2 separate regions of the Rattus norvegicus genome follow, and region 2 is linked to region 1. A link is a contact called in public Hi-C data. All regions are on one chromosome and are shown on one strand. Each heading gives the region's core, a stretch centred on a gene start, on an enhancer-like site or on the middle of the called end of the contact. The rest is flanking DNA. Distances are from core to core; before and after follow the strand shown.

The links. Hi-C and Micro-C count contacts between places; a contact is called where the count stands out from the background.
Region 2: a contact with region 1 is called in a Hi-C map of the A7r5 cell line, with 5 times the contacts expected there. The contact joins the promoter of Tigd2 here to the enhancer-like site in region 1. A contact is called at or near these places in 3 of 12 Hi-C or Micro-C datasets (the A7r5 cell line, frontal cortex and mammary epithelial cells).

Annotation. Positions count from the first base shown.
Region 1 is chr4:89,709,364-89,713,274 of GRCr8, forward strand. It overlaps the pseudogene Acbd5-ps1. Among named protein-coding and RNA genes, the nearest start is that of Tigd2, 33 kb to the right of the region's middle. Within about 2 kb of position 2,213, at least 39 of the 93 cell types and tissues checked have an H3K27ac peak or open chromatin away from gene starts, as enhancers often do. A contact at or near this core is called in the A7r5 cell line, where this site is marked.
Region 2 is chr4:89,742,399-89,746,417 of GRCr8, forward strand. Tigd2 (tigger transposable element derived 2) reads left to right here and starts at 2,118. Exons shown (of 2, transcript NM_001305180.1): 1 at 2,118-2,382; 2 at 2,541-4,019. The coding sequence starts at 3,322. It also overlaps the pseudogene Acbd5-ps1.

The DNA of each region.
Region 1 (3,911 bases), core at 963-3,462:
CTGGAATTCATGATCCCCTGATTCAATCTTCCAAGTACTGGGATTATGCATTTAAGCCACCATGACTGGCTCCAACAAAGGACTTTTTGGCAGAAGATTGGATTATAATAATGGAGAGACATGGGTCCTGAAACAAACTATACAAAGTAGAGAATTTTTCTGAAGCTTCACGCTATACATTTAAAATTTCCTCTGATTACATTCTACTCCACAATGAGTTTCTTATTTAGAACCAAGTCTTTCCTCAGAATATTTCATTCCCAAAGTTTTCAATGTTTATTGACATTTACTACACAGTTTAGAGTTTCTCATCACAGCTTCCAGATTTAAAAATATCCATGCGAGATTTGAGAGCACTGTCTCAATCATTCCAGTTTAAGTCTTAGTTTAAACCATGGCATCTAAAACCTGCGTGTTAAATAGTTATCAATAACTAGAGATGAATTGGCAGTGTGGATTAATGGTGAAGAGGTTACCCAGAATGCTAGAGGGATAAGAGTATACTATTGTCAGCTAAGATATTATACAATGTATTACATTAGCTCTCCAAATGTTTTGCATGGTGAATTCTATCACTCTAAATAATAACTCCTACACAGTGTAGCATTTTGGTAGTAATAGTGGATATATAGTGATAGACAAAGCATCCAGTAAGTTTCTGGTTGACCTCAGCTAAGTGATATCCAAAGAGGGATATATTAAAGTTGTTACTAATTAGCTTAACTAATCAAGAGAACTCACTGTAAGTATTAGATAGTGGATTCTCTTATTTTAGCACTTAGAACTACGAAGTACTTTACAATAGAAAACTCAGTACCATGGTGGATTCATTTGGGGAGACACTTCAGTTGGTTAAGAGATTGTCTTGAAACTGCAGAGCATGAGATTGAGTATGCATGGAGAAAGCAGGCACACATCTGTAATCTTATACAATAGGGAGGGAGCCGTGGCTGGGTCTCTGGGACTTGCTGAGCAATGATCACTGATAAATCCTCCCTCAAAAAAAAATAGTGGACAGTATCTGGTAGACTGATAGATGAAATTCAACATTGTTCTCCAACCTCAAATTGAACTGAACATACATGCACATATTTGCAACAAACACATATAAACACACACCTGTGTGCTCCACAGATCTATGATTAGTTAGCTAACAAAATATTAGAAAAAATTGTCTCTTCTTCCTGTGCTGAGGTTCCTGTATGACAGGCCAATGTTCCACCACTGAGTAATACCTTGTACAAGTAACATTGTTTGTTTTTAAACAGGGTCTCAGTCTGTAGCCTTACCTAGAATTTTCGAGTTGGACCAGGCTGGTCACAAATTTGTTGGTAGCATCCTGAGTCAGTGTCTCAAATTATGAAATCACACCATCCTATCAAGTTAGTAATATCTGTTTAATGGGAAAAAACTCACAAAAAATTGCCATTTTAATGAAAATGCTTTAGAGAATGTTGTAAATATACAATTTGAAATAAGTCATAGAAAACATCCTGTCGCTTCTTGGCCTTTTGGCTAAGATCAAATATAGAAAACATCCTGCCTACATGCAAGAAATTACAAATGAAACAAAACTAACTCACAGCGAGACCTACTGAGCTTCCTTTGGGCTGACTCTAAATAGCCTGTGACAGGCAGGATGTGTCTCCTGACTCAGTTTTTCAAATGCTTTCTTTCAACCAGTCTTCTACTTTATTTTACTTAAAAAGAGCATCCGGAGACAAATCCGCCAGTTACACTGAGGACATCATGTCACATGGTCAAACAGAAACACCCAAGGAACAGCAGCAGCTTTCACTTAGTGTTCCCTTGACTTGAATAAAAATCAACAACTCCCACACATTGCTTAGTGCCGTGAATGGTTTATATTAATCTGGTGGCTAAAATCAGTGAGAGATAATGAGAAACCTAAAGTTCTAAATGAATGTAAGAGAGGGACACGTGCCATTATCCAAAATACATTACCATAGCAACCAAGTGTGGAGCAAAATGAACGGGAAACATGGCAAGACATCTCAAACCCCATTCGATCTCCAAAAAGTGACAGGTCACCTGCAGCTACCTCTGACTTGAAGTGTCAGGAAAATAAATAAGAACCAACCCCACTGAATTAAAAACAGCCAGCATGAAACACTGTGTTCCTCCTATCTGGTGATCTGCAAATGCTGTGATGACTCACAGCACAGCACAAAGACATCTCAGTTGTGCTCTCTGAGGCACAATCACCACGTCCAGGAAACAGCAACATCTTCTGCTTTTACGAAAAGTTAGCCAAGGCACTTATAGCCTTGCATTTCCTGTTTTCTCCTCCTTTCAATCAGTTGAGAAAACGAATCTGTTCCTCTAGCCCTGGATGACTCACCATGATGGCTTCAATTTGGGAGCTTATCCTGAGATTCATCCAGGGCCAGTGCTTGCTAATCAAACTGTGAAGGGAACTGGGAGCACAAGGCCAGGGCCTCTCCAGAATCCTGGAATGGCAGTGGGTGGGGCTGGATCCCTGAGGCTGTTTCTCCTCCTGTTTTTGAAAGGCTAACAAGAAAAAGCCCCCTTAGCTACTCCTCTGTCTGTTTGTACATACAGATAGCCAGGCCTGAGCCTTGTGACCACTCAGTTCTAGCAATAATCACTGACAGCTGGGTGCAGTCATTCTTCATGAATATTCCCCAGTTGAGATTGTATCTTGCATTTTTATCTTTGGAATCATAATTATCTTTACCGTTTTCTCCATTTTCAGCCCACCTGTTTGAATCAAAATAAAAGGGAACATTAAGTGGTTGCAGGGTGTGTACAATATTTTTTAAGCAAGGTAAATCACTGGGCAACCAAAGACTTGAACAGACAAAACCAGTAATAACAAAAGTAAACAAAGAAAACCCATTTGTCGTCTTGACCTACAGTCTGGCTTACATCCTTGGACTCAGACTGCTCATGGTGCAACCTGATGCAAGAAATCTCTGCTCCATGTAAATCAAGGACGTCAGGAAGAAAGGGGTCCATTTCTTTAGAAAATCGAGGGAGAAAACTGTTTGAAGTAGCATAGGTTTTAGGGAGATGTCTGAAGCTACTGTCAGCCTAGAGACAGACAACCTTTGGTTTCTTTCAAAGCACATGCTCCTCCCATACTTCTCCCATCCCACTGGAACCCAGAGGGACAGGCCTACTGTTGTTTTAACATAAAAACTGAACAGTGGATAAATTCCTTCTCTCTATCTGTTTTTAGAAACCATCTGGAAGGAAAGACACACTAGCCACTCCAACAGCTGCCCGTGAACTCTCCTTTGGGTTGAGCTCTGGCACTTATTTAAAACAGTAAAGTAAGTGAGCGTGATTAGTCTGAGATATTTGGATCCCCACAACCATGCCCTGATGGAAGAGTAGACTCACTTTATCATGGAGTTAAGGTCACCACAGGCAGAAAGTAGATGGCAGATGGTTGTGTTACCATCATAGAGATTTCAATAAAGATAGAGGCCACCATGTATCTTGTCTAGAAAATGAGGATGGTCATCATTGGTTTCCATCTCGGTTAATGACATCATCAAGATGTCAGCACCCATAAAACTTCCTAGTACCACTGAGACATTTAGGGAATCATTGAGCTCCTAGAGCTCCTGCCACAGGTAGCCAGTCATACATTCCGATCATGTCCTTCTTTCTTTTGGTTCTTGTTTTGTTGTTATTGTTGTTTTAGAGACTGGTCTCTCTCTCTCTCTCTGTTATAGCTCTGGCTGTCCTGGAACTCATTTTGTAGGCCAGGCTGGCTTCAAACTCTCAGAAGTTTTCATGCATTAGCCTCCAGACTGCTGGGAATAAAGGTATGTGCCTTTTCACTTTTGATTTTTATCTTTCTGATGAGTAATGGGATCATTGAAATGAGGGAAGTGGAGGAGGCTCCAACATGGCCTCTA
Region 2 (4,019 bases), core at 868-3,367, 33 kb after region 1:
CTTTCTTTCTTTCTTTCTTTCTTTCTTTCTTTCTTTCTTTCTTTCTTTCTTTCTTTCTTTCTTTCTTTCTTAATTAGAGTCTCCTACAGCCCAGACTGGTCTCAAACTTGATATGTCACCTAGGATGACCTTAAATTTCTGGTCCTTCTGTTTCCATATCCCAAGTGCTATATTAAAGCCATGTCCTAAAATACCCCATTTTATGCAGTGCTTCGAGACAGAGCCCAGCGCTCTATGCATGCTAGATAAGAACTTTTTTCTAATGATATATTTTTAAAAATACACTTATTGTTTCCTTGTTGGAGATAAGTCTCCCAGGGGTGCTCAGGCTGGCCCCAAAGCTCTGAGCTCAATCAATCATCCTGTCCCAGGTTTCCTAAGTAACTAAGACTGCAAATGTCTAGCACCACACTCATCTGGGCCAGGCTACTTTTGTTTTGAGCAATTTTAGGTTCACCGTAATTTGAGTACAAGACAGATTTCCTGTCTTCATGCTGCTGCTCCATTATCAACACCCTTACCAGTGTGGTACTACCTGTCACAACTATGAACCTCCCATTACCTCCTATCCATACCTGACTCGAAAGTTCACTTTTGATAGTATGCCTTCTACATGTTAGACAAATGTATGTCACATGCACAACTACAGAAACACACATTTTACTTAGTGTTTTAAATCCTGAGTCTGCCACAGTTCACAACATATCATACCTCCATAACCACAGACCAAAAGGAGAGACACCAGAAAGAACTAAACCTTTTTTTTTTTTTTTTTTTTTTGGTTCTTTTTCGGAGCTGGGGACCGAACCCAGGGCCTTGCGCTTCCTAGGCAAGCGCTCTACCACTGAGCTAAATCCCCAACCCAGAACTAAACCTTTTAAAGACACTGCTACCTTAAAAATGTTGTTAAAGGCCTGTAAATAGAATTGTTTTGAGTGACAGAGAACAGCTATAAAATGAAACCCCAACCACATTATGGGAAAGGAAATTAGCTTCCAGAAAGTGGGATGGGCAAGCAAGGCAGGAGTTATTTTCCTTTTGTAATATCATAGGCCACAGTGACCCCAGGAGGCTGGAAGAGGAAAGAAATGCCAGGCAAGCAAAGTACAGCCTGATTTCCATGAGGTTGGCCTCTGTGAAAGCTAGCTCTCCTCTGTTAAAGAGACGAGCAGGTGGTGCAGTGTTTTTGCTCACTCCTTAGGAATGAGAAGGGACAAGAGAACTTTTTAAAAGCAATAGAAATGAAATTGTACTTTACTAGAAATGGTCATTCAGAACTGCCCAGATTGCTTCGTTGGAGGCTTGAAGCAGGTAAGAGCTGTGAGAAGTCTACTTTCAGGCAAAATTAGGCCTTGCCCAGCAACGTCATTCCAATGATAGCACAGATAGATCAAAGATCAAAGGATTTCTATTTAATAGGCCAGACAGTGGAAGGCTGGAACTCAGGACGACAGCACAGATATGACTTGGGAGACAGAAGGGGGCCTGGAATCAACATTTCTTCTCTGCAGAGTGAATGCTCAGTCTGATTTCGCTTTCCTGGTACTAGAATTCTATGGGGGAAAAAAAAACCCGTCTGTCTTGAGAAACAGAAGTTAGAATACTCCAGATCAGGTTGTGGTTTATGGAAGAAGGATTTAAAAACAATAACAACATCCAAAAAACGATTGTGCTAGAGAGGGGTCTCTGGGACTGATTCAGGTGGAAGTTTTGAAATTCCGCTTTGACAGCAGGTGGTGATCCTTACATTCCTGCTCCAGCATAAGGTCCTCTGTGCCAAGTGTCTTTCTGGCTCGCCCCTGCTATCTGGCTCTGTGTCGCCGCAGTCGCAGAAGAAGGCACGCAGGCTCTGTGCACTCCCTGGGGTCTTACCTGAATGAAAACCTTGCAATTGCTACTCCTACCTCATTTGCAGTCCGGCCACTTGGAATGACCCTGCGTCGCCCTCTGCTGGCTTCAGCTGTGAGCCACAAGCTGAGTGTCCGGAGGCGGAGCATTGACTAAGTCCCGCCCCTCCTCCAAGAAGCCACGCCCCTCAGCGGGCTCGCCCGCGCATCCCCGCCCCCTCGCCGACAACACGTTCCTGCGGGGGCGCGCGCGCGTACCTAATCCCCTGCCTTCCGGCTTGGCCGCGCAGCTCCGTTGCGCGCTCACTCTGCGGCGGCTGGCGGGGTCGGCTTCGCTGGGGACTTCCATTGCTGGCTCTGTTTTCTGGCCGGTCAGGCAGAACGATGCCCGCTCCCTGCTTCCCGGCGTCCCGCGCGCCCGGTGACCATTAGCCCGCTGCAGGGTTGTGGCGGTGATCCCCTGCCTCCGACTTTCACCCAGCGTCCGGCTCGGAGCTTGCTGGCCGGCGGGGAGAGGCCCTGGTAGTGTCAGGAGGTAGGCTCTCAGCTCCCGGGTGGTGCCTGCGAGCGTTAATTTGTCTATTACCTGTCAGGTTGATAGGTGGAGATGACCTAGCCACAGTTGCAGGGGTAGGTATGAGTAATATCGTGGACTGATACTGAAAAGAAAACGTGTTTGATATTTTCCTATAGGTTTCAAAGGCTCGAGTACCTCTACAGACCCAGCAGCTACTTCTGTGGTCATGGAGATCATCTTCTACCAGGATTAATGTACGATCTTCACCCAGCTTATCACCCCCTAGTTGCAGCGTTGGGTCCTGATTTCCACCAATGAAGTTTTTTTATCCTTTCTTGAATCATGTGACATTACTTCTTGTCCGCTGTTTCCCTTTCAGTTGCCAAATCCATTAGCTATAAGTTCTTGTTGATTTAAAGTACTGAATTGTTTGCCTGTCCCCTTACACTGACAGCTCACCTCTGCTAGCTATGACTTTCATAGGTACTCACCAGGAGTCCTTGCCTTGAATCGGGCAGAATCGACAGAGACAACAACAGTCAGGCAGTGAGTCGTCCTGCTCTGTTTTTCTGTCTGTTAAGTGTGCAAGCCCGAGTAAAACTGTATTCTTGAACATAGCGTAAGAAAAACGAAAAATAATCCCGCGGTAATGGCAAAAGTTGATGGTCATGAGAATATTTTAGAAACCTCGGTGGCAGGGCAGTATTGATTCAGCTTCCAGTAAGGCTGCAATTCAAGAAAAGAGCAAGGAGGAAGAAGAGAAAATAGGGTTCACTTGAGCTATTCCTTGTTGTAGGAACAGGTTAAGTTCTAAATGAAATGAAAAAATCAGACTTTCTTTGAAAATTGTTATACCATCCAAGTCCTAGGGTACAGCTGAGGACTCTTAAGCCTCCATTTTCTGGTCTCTTTGTGTTCACATCCAAGTTGTTAATTGTCTAAAATAATTAGGCTAAAATGTTGGGAAAACGTAAACGTGTGGTATTGACAATTAAAGACAAACTTGACATTATTAAGAAGCTTGAAGAAGGCAACTCCTTCAAAAAACTCTCTGTCCTGTATGGAATTGGTGAATCCACAGTTCGTGACATTAAAAAAAACAAAGAGAGAATTATAAACTATGCCAACAATTCAGATCCTACTAGTGGGGTATCCAAGCGTAAGTCTATGAAGTCATCAACATATGAGGAGCTTGACAGAGTTATGATAGAATGGTTTAATCAACAGAAAACAAATGGGATTCCAGTGTCTGGAACTATTTGCGCAAAGCAGGCTAGGTTCTTTTTCGATGCCTTGGGTATGGAAGGTGATTTTAATGCCTCTTCTGGTTGGCTTACTAGGTTTAAGCAGCGTCATGGTATTCCAAAGGCTGCTGGTAAAGGCACAAAGTTAAAAGGGGATGAAACTGCTGCCAGTGAATTTTGTGGTAACTTTCAGGAATTTGTGAAAAGAGAAAATCTCCTACCAGAACAAATTTATGGTGCTGATCAAACTGGATTGTTCTGGAAATGTCTACCAACAAGGACATTGGCTTTTGACACTGACCAGAGTACTTGTGAGTATAGGACAAGCAGAGAAAGAATCATTATTATGTGTTGTGCAAATGCCACAGGTTTACACAAGCTTAATCTTTGTGTGGTGGGAAAAGCAAAAAG